2 separate regions of the Anas platyrhynchos genome follow, and region 1 is linked to region 2. A link is a contact called in public Hi-C data. All regions are on one chromosome and are shown on one strand. The core of a region is the stretch at or near the end of the contact, and the rest is flanking DNA. Distances in the headings are between cores, read along the strand shown.

Region 1 (5,538 bases), core at 628-3,127, 41 kb after region 2:
GTGTGAACCACCCAGTTGGATGGAAGTGACAGGCAGGGGTCCTCAACATAATGTGCTTATCAGTTAAGGGGATTTATTCTGAGTAGGTGGCAGTGGCACAGCAGATAACGGCCCTGACACAACAGCAGACATTACAGACCCGCGGTGGCCTGGAGCCATAGGTATTACTGCACCAAAGAGTGTTTATCTCAAGAGACTATTTAGTTTATCTCAGATGCTCCACTTCTGGTCTCGTTTTCCTGAAAGACATCTTGTACTGATTTTCATTCATTTTCAGAAATTTAAATAATTCCTGGGGGCTATGGAATTTATAGACTGCGTATCAATTGTAATCATTTGGAGGCTGATTTTTAAATTGCCTTTACTTTGTAATTCAAATTATGTTGTATGGTAGACATTAATTATGTCAGCCAACATCTATTTACAAATGGGGATTTAATAACGGGCAGTTCTTATCAGCTAGTGACATTTGGCAGATGGATAGTTTCAGGAACAAAAAAAAGAAAACAGGGCACAGGGGGGCCGTGGCCCAACCTGTCAGTGCCTGAGGTCTCCGATACCTTCCCTGATGTAGCATTTGGCTGCCAGGAGGAGGGAGAGCAAAGCAACAGCTTAATTGCTTGCAAAATAAGCGTGGACATCTCAGTGTCCCGGCCTTTCTAGCTGAGCACTGAGCTTTCCGAGCCCCTCAAGGTGGGAGCTGCCCTGCGGGAGGGGGCTCCAGCCACGAGCTCCCTCCAGCAACATCAGCTGTGCAGGGTTTCACTTCTCAGACGAAAGACAACAGGATAAGTGGTCTGTTACAGAGGGAACGGGGATGTTCACGTTATCGACATCTGAGAATTGGAAGCTGGGGGCCAGGAGTATGCTTTGTGTGGGCAGGAACTGTAAAAAACAGGGTGGAGGGACAGGACTAGTAAGCAGCTGGTCTGAATTTAGCACAAAAGCTGGTGAGCTTTTTTTATTCTTTCCATCTTCAAAAGAGATGAGCAGCAGCTCCAGTAATGGGGCACCTGGAGCGACTGACCCCAGGAATTCAGAGGCTGCACCCCAGTACCCACATCCCTGCCCCGTGCAGTGGCGCACAGCACCCCCAGGAGGTGCCCTGGATGGTGCACAGCACCCTCAGGAGAAGGCACCAGCCGGGGGCTACAGGAGGGGCTCCCACTTTGGAGCCTGGAAGAGGCTGTCGATGGGGAGCCCCCGCGTGGCTGTGCAGTTTTGCCGTCCTCTGCTGAACCCGGTCCTTCGGGAAACTTTGGCAAATGCTTCCTGGACGTATTTGCACAAATGAATGCTCTGGTAATTCCATCGTAACCACCAGGCTCGCATTTTTTGTGGTGTATGTTGCTGGGGTAGCTGAGACGAGTTATGTAGGGCATTGTTTTACGCAACCGTGGCTGTACAATGAAAGGTGTTTCCCTGTGGGGCTGTCAGCAGCAATAACCGGTTGCGTGTTGCACAAAACTGTGCGTGCCTGCGTGTATCTGTATGTGATATCTTCACCTGTACGCAGTATCTGCACACGGCAACTATCTTTCTCCCCATGGCGAGCACACATGAGGACATCTGGCTTCCTTCTGCTAAAACCAGTGGCCAGCAACGTTCCCTGGAGGTGAGAAACCCCACTGCCAACTTCATTTCCTACTCGTGGTGGACACCGAGGGTGCTCCTCTTGTTCTGCCGACAGAGCGCGCACACCCCAGCACCCCTCCCCTTTACCTGCTCCCGCAGAGAAATCTCCTGCAGCCCTGAGACAGTCCTGCTGCACAAGCCTTTTGTGCCACCCCTCAAAAGAGCCACCTATAGAAACCCATGACCATGAAGCTTTGTAGCTTTGCCACGCTCTCCCCCGCACAGCCTTGAGGCTCACAAAGGCAGCCGAGCGCCGCAGCCCGCCCCATTGTCCACGGCGAGGGACCTTGTGCAAGGCTTTGGAAGCGATACGTTTCCTTTTTTTTTTTCCTCAAGGCTGCTTAGCCACTCGCGTGTCATCTGGAGCAAGCAATAGCATGTGCTTTTGTTTCCCCGTGGAGGCAGAAGTGCCGGTTGTTGTCTTGCTCTGCTGCTAATGTAGGAAACGCTGCAGTGGTAAAGTACGGGGGAATTTGTCTCGGTTTGGTTAAGGTTTGTGAGCAGATAATTCCTAAATGCCTTTGTGGCTGAGAATGCTTCGTAATCACGAATTAAGATGTAAATTTTGTAGAGCTAATCCCATTTCTGCTCCTGAAGACAATGGTAAAAATTAAATAGTAGGTAAAATGTTTCCTCGGGGAGATTTTATCAGGGCAGTATCTTGAACACATGTAATCTGAGGCCAATTGATTTACCCTAATAGTTATTTTCCATCACTGAAACAAGCTGAAGGAAAGATCCCAATTAGTGCGTGCCCCGACTGCTGCACAAACAGAAGACGCTGCCGGCAGCTTTGTGAAGCAGTTCCTACAGGACAGCGGTGCTGTGGGTGCCGAGTGTTTGTCCCAGCTCCCCCAGATAACCCTGGGGATATTTGGTGTGTCACTGTACCTGCAGTGGGCAGCACGGTTATGATGAGATTTCACAATCTTCCTTTACACCTGTAATTGCTGCGTAGTTCGAAATCTCCGGGGAATCTCCTGGGTTAGACCTGTTGTGAACACACTTGGAAGCCAGAAAACAAAAGCTTTGGGGGTGTACCCTGTACGTTTCCTGCCGGTGTGACAGCCTGTAAAGAGCCTGCAGAACCACGGTGAAACCTTTTGGACCGGTTATGTCAGATTTCTTGTAGAAAAGGTGAAAAATGCAGTCGGAGACAGCATGGTTGCTCCGAGCAGGTGGATACAGCTGGAGCAGTTCAAGGCTCGGAGCTCTAATCTACCTTGTCTGGCTTAAAGAGGAGCAATTTGTTCGACATCTCTTAGCTGAGGAGAGCCAGTTGTGTGCTATCAAGTAAAACGGTGTGTGGTTGTTTCCTGACTACAGTCCATTAAGAGGCGAAGCTTAGGCTACCAAAGCCTTCCCCTCCTGACAGGAGCCAACCTCGGAGCAGTTTCCTAGAGACAAAAGGCCGGTGCTTCCCTCTAATAAGGCGGGGAGCTACCGAGGTCTGGAAATAATTTGAAAATTCCTTCGCATTATTCAAGGCAGAAGAATTACTAAAATTGTGCTTTAAGCAAAACAGCATTCTTAGGTTGCCAAGGCAGTAAACACCAGCTTTGGGAAATGCAATAAGATTTCAACATCTGTTTTGGAGCTGATATTTTAACCATTCCGTGTTTATTTTAATGCCTGGTTGGCCAGTTCCCAGTCATACATACACAGCACCAAAGAAACGACAGAAGGAGTGAGTCCATTCCTGAACTGATGCTACACATCAGCTCCCCCTTCTTTCTGTTTCTTTTTTTGTTGGTTTATTGTCCTGGTTAAGTATCTGGCTGTTTGTCCTGCCCAGAGCTTGCAAGCGATAGCAGAGGTTTGCAGGTCCCTGGGTGAGAACAGAAAGCACCATGCGTGCTATCTAAAGAGCAGTAGGAAGGACAAGAGGACAGAATAAGCTGCTCGTCTGGGTGTTTTCAGGAACATGGTGTCGACACAGCAGCGGCCCTGCAGATAACCTTGGGCACGTTTGCCCCAGCATGCGCAGGCAGCGCCGCGCTGGCAGGACTCCAGCCCGAGGTGCCGAGCTCGTGCCCGGGGCTCCAGCCTCTGCCCTCTCTTGCTCCGCTCCTGTTCTGCCCTGGAACAATTCGCCCGCAGAAAGTTTGCAGAGAATTTCGATCACATCGTCCGAGAGTATTGTGCCTTGTTATAAAGTGGGAAACTGAACGAATTCAGCTGTGGGTGAAATCGTCGCGCTGCTCCACGTGCCGGCTGTACGCTGCAGACGGCGCCGTGACGGTGGGAGGCATCGCCTGCCAGCAGGACCCTGCTCAGACGAGGGCTTCAGAGAGCAGCGTCCTCGGCAGGGGGGTCAGCAGGAGCCAGAGGTTACTTCTGCCCTGCAGGGGTTGAGGAAAGAGGTTTGCAGCCCTCGGGTTGCTTTACATGAAGGAAACTGTTCAGATCCATGCTTCCAGCAAGATTTCTCTTGGCACTGTTGCTCAGCAGGGAATGTGCCCACCGTTTCTTCAGCAAGAGATATTTGGGTTGGAAAAGACTCTGGGTCCTTCACAGGGTGTGGGGAGCTTGGGGGACTCTGCTAGGGATTTGGGGGACTGCACTAGGGATTTGCGGGACCAAATAAATGGGAACAATCTCCCATTTATTTCCCTGCTCTTCACTGTGCTCTTAGCAGAGAGTCAGGGACAGAGTGGGCTCAGGCACTCCCTAGCTTGGGATTCGGGACGTCCTGCAGATTAGGTGTCACCATAAACTGCTTTAAAAGGAATAAAGCACAAAATTTTAATCAACATTTTGAGGTACTGCAAGGCCTTCTTGACACCATGAACAGCATAACTCCAGAGGTGGACGCTTCTTGTTCTTGTGTTTTGAGAATTAGACTGTCAACTACTGCAGCTTGAAAGCCCGGCATCACTAGTTGCTCTTGGAAGTCACCTCACTGTTATTTCCAACTCTTACTCAAATTTGTTGAACCTTAAAATGTCTTGCCAAGCAGTTTCCCAATGTCTGTGGAATTTAGTCTCTTGTTTGTTTTAGGAAAGGTGCAATTTATAGAGCTTCAGTATTTTACTAGATAAAAATATATTTACAGAAAGAAATAACCATTTTCCACCTTCTTCAGCTCCCGTTGACATTTTGGCTTTATCTTAGATATTAAAATAAAATAAAAATCTCAGCTTGTTCTTGTTTATTAAAAAGAAGATCTATTATTACTATTTAAGTACTTTTAAAAGAATTTAAGAAAAAAAATAATAGCTTAACCTTAAAATTCATGATGAGTGGTAAAATCTGTTCTTTAACTCTGCGCATGCTATAGGGACATACCTGGTCCTTTGCGAGGCTGGCTTTCCAGATGATTTAAGCTAGTACAAACCAATTAAACAACGGGAACTGAAGTGAAAACACTTTATGGCTATTTTGCACCTAACAGTGAAAGAATACTGGGTTCTGTCTCCCTGAACAGACTCCATTTGGTTTCCGAGATCAAACAGGACTCCTCTGCCAAGTTACGGGGTTTATACGGGGCTGCTTGCAGCTCTCACACTGGGGAAGCAAAGAGTTTGGAGGTGGTGATAAACGGGCTCAACTTGCAGTTATTCAAAATTTGGCCAAAAAGGCAAAAGAGTTTGGGATATCCCTGAGGTCTTGCTATGCATAACCACTTAGGGAGAGCTGGAGATCTTAGGGGTGTTTCGTGCTGGCTGGTGTGTGCTCAGGACCTTCATGTGCCACGGAGGAGCCAGGGGAGCTTGGGGATGGAAAGTCTGGATAAAAATCCAGAGCTCCACATGTATCTGCTGTGAACAGCCTCGCCTGGTCTTCACTTAATTATAAGCTCTGTGGAGAAAAAGGAGATTTGCTTTGATTAAACCGAGTTCCCAAATTGTTGGGAACTACTCGGAAGAAACAGCAGACTGCAGGGTTTTGAACCAGGTAATT
Region 2 (6,257 bases), core at 3,164-5,663:
AAGTGATTTTTCTTTATGGCGTTTTATTAGTGTTTTCTTCTGAGTGGTTTCTTAAGTTTTTCTCGCTTTGTAGTGAAGTCTGCCTGTAAGAGAGTTCAGAAGAAGAGCGTTTAGCTCGGGAGTGACTCAGAGAGTCTCCGAATAATTTGTAGTCTCCTGAAACTATCCCCGATGCACCGTTTGCATGATAAGTCTTGTACGAGCTTCCCAACTCAATTGTAAAGACGCAAATCGCTTGAATTCTGTAATTTGTTTCCCACGCAATGGGGATAACACGGCTTTCTGCCAGCAGACACTGCTAATGCTGGTATCGGGGTCTGGAAAACAGGAATTGCTGCGCCGTGCTAATTGCAGTTAATAGTAATAATAACAGCAACCTCTCAGGTAATCTTCTCTGTAATGAGGGATAAAAATAATTTCCTTGAAGTGTTGCTAGTGCTCAGGATGGAAAGCTGCGTGGTGGCTGTGCCTGCGTGTGCTTGAGAAGAAGGCCGGGGCTGGGAGGAGCAGCTCGCGCAGGCGGCGGTCCCACAGCCGGACGGAGGGCTCAGCACCACGTGTTTGTCTTCAGGTCATGGAAAGAACAGGGAGAGGTGCCCGGCTGAGTTTTGCCATGAAAATCTGTGATATCCAAAGCACCAGCACACGTGTGTGTTACCCACGTGAAGCAGAGCCGTGTGCTGGCCCTATGGATGGGATCAGGGTGGTCTGCTGGGTCTCGGTGTGCCAGCAGCCTCCTGGCAGCCCCTGGGAAGCTTTTATCTCTGCCTGGCTCCCCAAAACCCCACAGGCAGCCACCCTGCTGGTGCTCAGCCGTGGGTGCCCCAGGAAGCCAGCAGGGTTGGCAGCCGATGCTTGAACCATCACCGGTTCTCCAGCGTGATTAATTCCTAATATTTCACCTCCGGTAGTTTTCTAAGCTTTCAGCTGCTTCACCTGGGTTGGGCTGTGCTGTGGGGTGCACCTACAGGGCTCTGCTGGCTGCCCTGTGGTTATTTCCACAGATCAGTGTTGGTGTCCCACCAAGCTTTCCTCCCGTGTGGCCCTTCGCTGCCAGCTGTGACACGCGCCTGGTTTGCTTCCAAGCGCTCGGGATGAGATGAGCCACAAGGACAAGAAGTGGGGATAACCTCTTTTGGTTTGTTTTTAAATAAATATTTCAAGCATTTGGGTTCTGGAGGCTCTCAGAGCCAGAGGGGTGTGTGTAACAAAGCAGGCCTTCCACGAGGGCACAGCGCCGGGGCAGCGTAACGGCGTGACTGCAGTGTGGGGTTTGGAGAGAGACTGCACCAAAATCTCCGTGTGATCTTCTCTCAAAGCCTTCCAGCTGGCCAGGAGCTTTGCTTGGCTGCCACAAAGGGTCTGGCTGGGTGCAGGACGTGCCCCATTAGCCGGAGTCCTCCCAGTGCTGCCACCTTCCTCCGCTCCCACCCACCCATGTGTCCAGGCTGAGCCCACGAGGGGGTCTGCAGCTACGCTCCGAGCCATTCAACATTCACTGAGCATCACGTGGGATGTGCTTTTGATGTGATAACAAGGTAAAAGCTATTTTCCCGTTCACTCCGTGGCCAGGGTGCTGTTTGGGATCCCTCCCGCCTCACCCCGTGTCCCACTGCACGCAGGAGGCCTTTCCCTGGCCGCGTGTTAGCAAGGTCTGGGCAGCACCCCAGCGCCCTGCTGGCTGCTGCACCAGCCTGTGTTATTTTTGATTGATTGGGGAAAATAAAAACCTACAGTAATTAGCACTTAGATCCTAAAATCAGAAGTGATTCTGTTAAATAGTGACACATCTTACACCCTTACACGTTTAATTAGGAGTGTTTGTGGCTGCGTTTGGTGGGGTTCTCGTTTGGTGTGCAGTTGGCTGGATTTTGGCTTTTTTTCTGTGTGTAAGCTGAAACCTGCAGAAGCAATGGCTAGGAGACACCCAGTTCCTGTCTGGGTGCTGTTTGGGGTGTGAGGCTGGTCTCTGATAACCGTGGTGCTGTATCAATACCAGGGCTTGGGGCTCCTTTCCCCGTGACACATCTGAAAGAATTGGTTTCCTCTGCCCAGCACAGCCTTAGTGAGGAGTTTTCTCCTAGCACTGATGATTATTTCAGTTTTTACATATTTCTTTACGAGCACTGTTAGTGCTGACCGTCCATTTCTCTAGTTTATGGGAACTCCTGAAAAATACCCAAGAAGATACATCTTCTGTCCCCCATTCCGTGTTTATGGGGACAGGCTGTGGGACCAGAGTAATTCTAACCCACGCTGGCCCCACCAGGGCCGGTTTTATGGCATACATTGCAAATTGCCAGGAGAATTTATGTCTCCCTGAATCCCCCTTCTCTTCTCATGTTCAGTCCATTTCACACCCGTCGCAGCCTCCCCAAAGGTTGCTCAGCAGTGGACGTTTCTGGGAGCAGTCACAAAAGGCCCGGCAAAGTTGCAGGTTCCTGGAAATGCCTTGAGACTTCGCCGTGATTCAGTGCCGTCAGCAGCTCTCCTGTTCACACACCCAGCCACATCCCACACCTACGGGGGGGGTGTGCGTTTACACTGGGGTCTCTCCGACCGATGACAAGCCGGTGACAAAACCTGAGAATTCGACTGCTCCGTGAGACTTTCCGACCTGGGAGACATGAGGATTTTTCCAGCCTTGAGCAGGATCCTTGAGAGGCACTGAATTTAGATTACGAGGTGATTCCTGTCCTAAATGAGTTACGGGTTTAAATAGGCAAGTGTGGGAATGAAAAGGGGAACGTGGAAACAGTGAGTGACTTCTTCAGGATCGCTCTGCGGGCTGTTAATACCTGACCTAGGTTAATAGCCAGGTTTTTTGCTTTCTCATTCAGAATATTATCTGCTCTGGGATCAAGCCTGAAGGCTTCTCAGGCAGAGAGAACTGAAAAAGGAAAAGAAAAAAACAAAACAACTAATTTGCTTAATCAGAGCATGACTGTGCAGTAGTGTGAAAAAGGCAAAGGCGATCCTGCATTTCCCCAGAGATAAGGAACTAGGAATGCCATTAGCAGGCAGGCATCTGGAAAACCGTGTACGGGGCTGCTCTCCTGTGTGCTAGAAGAAATAATTCGAGGGGAACGGGTGCTGAAAAGGCCCCGCTGGGGTGTGGGTCTGAGGAGTTGGGCTGCGTGGCCGGGCAGAACAGCGCCGATGGGGAGGCGATGGCTCTGCGCATACACTGGGGGATGCCAGGGAGGAAAGGACGTGGTCAAACTGGAGAACCGTGCAGGCAAAAAAAACAAATGGGCAAAAATTAGATGGAGGTTTCCAACCATCATAAACCTCTAGCAATTAATAAAACAGGAATCCCTTTCATACGTTGCGGATGCCTCCACGTCAGAGATGACTCGGCCCCAGCAGCTTCATGCAGCGAGGGGGCTTTGGCAAGGGGCTGAGTGACTTGTTCAGGACATGCACCCAGCTGCTTAAAACAAAGCACCCCTACAAAGCCCGGCCTGTCTTCTTGTGTTTTGATGAAAATACTGAGAAAGTATGAACGTTGTTTAACAGATTTCTCTCTGGCTGTTTATTTCCCTAGTAAATGCTCATTCCATTTGGAAATCTTTTTTTTTTTTAAACCTTTTTTTCTCTCTCCTGGTGAAGGCCCTGTCTGAATTGACAATGTGATATATTTCCATGGTGCAGAACAACAGCTTCTCAAACCATCAAAAATCTGTCACCTCTCTTCATCGCAAGGAGTCGATGGCTGTGTCTGGACTGAGTCTGGTGCCTTTACAAAAAAATAATAAACGGAGAGCTTGGAGAATCCACCCCTGAGGCCCGTTCTTGTGCTCGGGCTCCTGTTACAGGCTGTGCTGCTCTTCCAAATTAACTCAATTGCTAAATTCGAGGAACCTCGGTCTGTGGCAGCCGTGAGAGTGGAAATCCTGCTCGAAGGTGGCCCCTCGCCTCCTTTCGCAGGCGCAGCGGTTACAGCTCGGAGTGCTCCGCGTGATTGATGGTGCCACCTAATTTTAAATTGCAATTGAAGCCTATTAGTCTGCGATCACTAATCAGAGTAAAAGTTGTTTTTTGTTGGCTTTTATTACTCATTCCACTTTGTTCATATTAGTTACCGGCATAATGTGATTGGTATTCTGCTGTGCCAGTACGCGCTGCTGCCGGGCCCTTCCCCAGGGATGCTCTTCGCTGGATCGAGATTTCTCTTTGCAGCTTGACAGGTCACTGTTACAGCTACGGGCTGATTTTAATCCTTTAGATTTCTCAATGCAAAAACTTTTTTTTTTTATTGTTTTCGTAGGTGAGGGTGACATAAATGTTAGTGCCTCCTGTTACTTGATATTTAATTATGAAAGCATCCGCTGGAAAAACAGTATGAGCCTGGTGTAATCAGCACGGGAGCAGACCCGCTAATCTTTTCATTTGGTCTAGACATCAGGGATGCTTTGTGTGGGTCTGGCTGTGCCGTGATAATCTAAGACCTTCTGGACTAGAAGTTTTGGGACTCTTTATGAAGGGAAAAACTCCTACATAAACCCCTTTGGTTTGCGTATTCCTCTTTCGGCTGATAAATGCCTGCTTGATTAGTTCATGGAAAAGGTATTTGGATGAACCTGACCGTGGAGGCAGCTCGGCTCTCTGCGAAGGCCTTGATGTCTGCGAGGGCGGCAAGCCCCCGTGTGCTCCCAGCCAAAACACGGAGCTGGTGGGGCTTCTCTCGGTGCTTTGAACTCCAGTGGTTCGGGTTAAGCACCGCTTCCATTTGCCCTGTTACTTTGGAAAAGATATATTTTAATTAGTTGCATTCTTAAAGAGATCCCTGTTCCCTGGCATAAGTTCAGAAGTGAGGAGCACATTTCCTTCTGCTTTTCTCCTCCTCTTTATTGTTAAATTGCAATAATCCTCGTTATCTATTTTGAAACAGTTGAAAGATTATAAACAAACGCTGAAATAATTGCTAGCGGTCTGTTTTCTCAGACCTATCCCCATATGTATTTTTTGTGTTCTTTTAGTCTGTAACAGGGTTTCTGCTGGTACCGACTTTAATTAAGGAGTGGGTGGGAGGGCGGCAGCAGGGAGGGGGAGGGAATTCCCTTCACCTGGAAGATGCTTTGGGAAAGTCATTCTGGGACAAAACAAAGAAATCCTGTCTCTCAACAGTGGCCAAAACCGAATGCCTGAGGAGGAGTATAAGAGTCTAAATGAGGTCTTGGATTTTGATGAGTTTTTTGTTCTTTGCATGGAAAAAAAAAAAAAGGCAAACAGATTTTATCTGCCCTGGAAAGACTCCAGTACTGCCTAAACACAGTCACCGTCCCATCTGGCATGGTGCTGGGATGTGCTGGTGTGGATCTCCCGTTGGGAAGCGGGGATGACCTGCTGCTCGGGTGGATGGAGCAGCCTCACTGGGGCCAAGCTGCTGAGCTCTGGCCCCGCGCTCGCCCTGGCAGGCTGAGTCCGAGGTCCCCCGTTATACCCACGGCCACCTCTCAGACAGGCAGCCAGGGGATTAAGAAAATGGAAACGGAGGGGGCGAAGCGCAAGGATGCAAAGGGGAGCCCTGGCTGGGGCGTTTCTGCAGCTCTTGCTGTGCGTGGTGGCTGATGGGCTGCTCAAAACTGTGCAAGAAAGGAGTTTGGGAAGTGAGCAGCTGAGAGGGACGTGCACGGCTGCTCTGCTGTCATAGCTGCTTGGACTTCATCTGCTACTGCCCTTCGGTACCAGCGCTCAGTGGGGACAGCAGTGCCAGTGTTCAGGTAGTTTCACAAAAGGCGAGAATACTCGTAGTAAACGTCGCCAGCCTCCCAGATGCATTTTCCTTTTTTCTTCCCCCAAAATGTTGTCTTTTCTAAAGTGCAGTTTATACTTTTTTTTTTTTTTTTTTTTTCAGAAAGGCAAGGCAAGAGGATTTATAGCGACATAAAACAGGTTTTTTTCCCACCTTCATCGTATTTTACACTGCTAAGGAGGAGAAACAGCTCTTTTAAATATGTCTGTAGTAAATTCCTTTAAATTTGGGAAGCAACGATCTCTTTCCTTTGTGCAAGAGGCTGTGGTTGCTGAGAAAGGAGCGGTGCTGGCCAGCAGACTGCTCGACTAGGACAAGATTTTTCCTCACTAGGACAAGATTTTTTCCTCGCTTTGACTGCAGGGCTCTGGACTGAGATGAGAAGCGCCCTAAGGAAAGGCTCCGGGCTTGACCAGGTTTCCTCTGACTTCCCACTGTTTGCTGGCCATCGTGCCTCTTCTCTTTTAGCTTATCAGATCTCGGTGCCAGATTATCTCTC

What was found. A called contact is a pair of places that touch in the nucleus more often than the background predicts.
Region 1: a Hi-C map of small yellow follicle shows a contact between it and region 2, with 2.0 times the contacts expected there. The contact joins two enhancer-like sites. A contact is called at or near these places in 2 of 8 Hi-C or Micro-C datasets (skeletal muscle and small yellow follicle).

What each region holds. Positions count from the first base shown.
Region 1 is chr19:10,066,499-10,072,036 of IASCAAS_PekinDuck_T2T, forward strand. The region is part of intron 6 of COX10 (cytochrome c oxidase assembly factor heme A:farnesyltransferase COX10); the gene reads left to right. Among named protein-coding and RNA genes, the nearest start is that of COX10, 93 kb to the left of the region's middle. Within about 2 kb of position 1,878, at least 4 of the 8 cell types and tissues checked have an H3K27ac peak or open chromatin away from gene starts, as enhancers often do. A contact at or near this core is called in small yellow follicle, where this site is marked.
Region 2 is chr19:10,023,203-10,029,459 of IASCAAS_PekinDuck_T2T, forward strand. All of the region lies in intron 4 of COX10 (cytochrome c oxidase assembly factor heme A:farnesyltransferase COX10), which reads left to right. Among named protein-coding and RNA genes, the nearest start is that of COX10, 50 kb to the left of the region's middle. Within about 2 kb of position 4,414, at least 4 of the 8 cell types and tissues checked have an H3K27ac peak or open chromatin away from gene starts, as enhancers often do. A contact at or near this core is called in small yellow follicle, where this site is marked.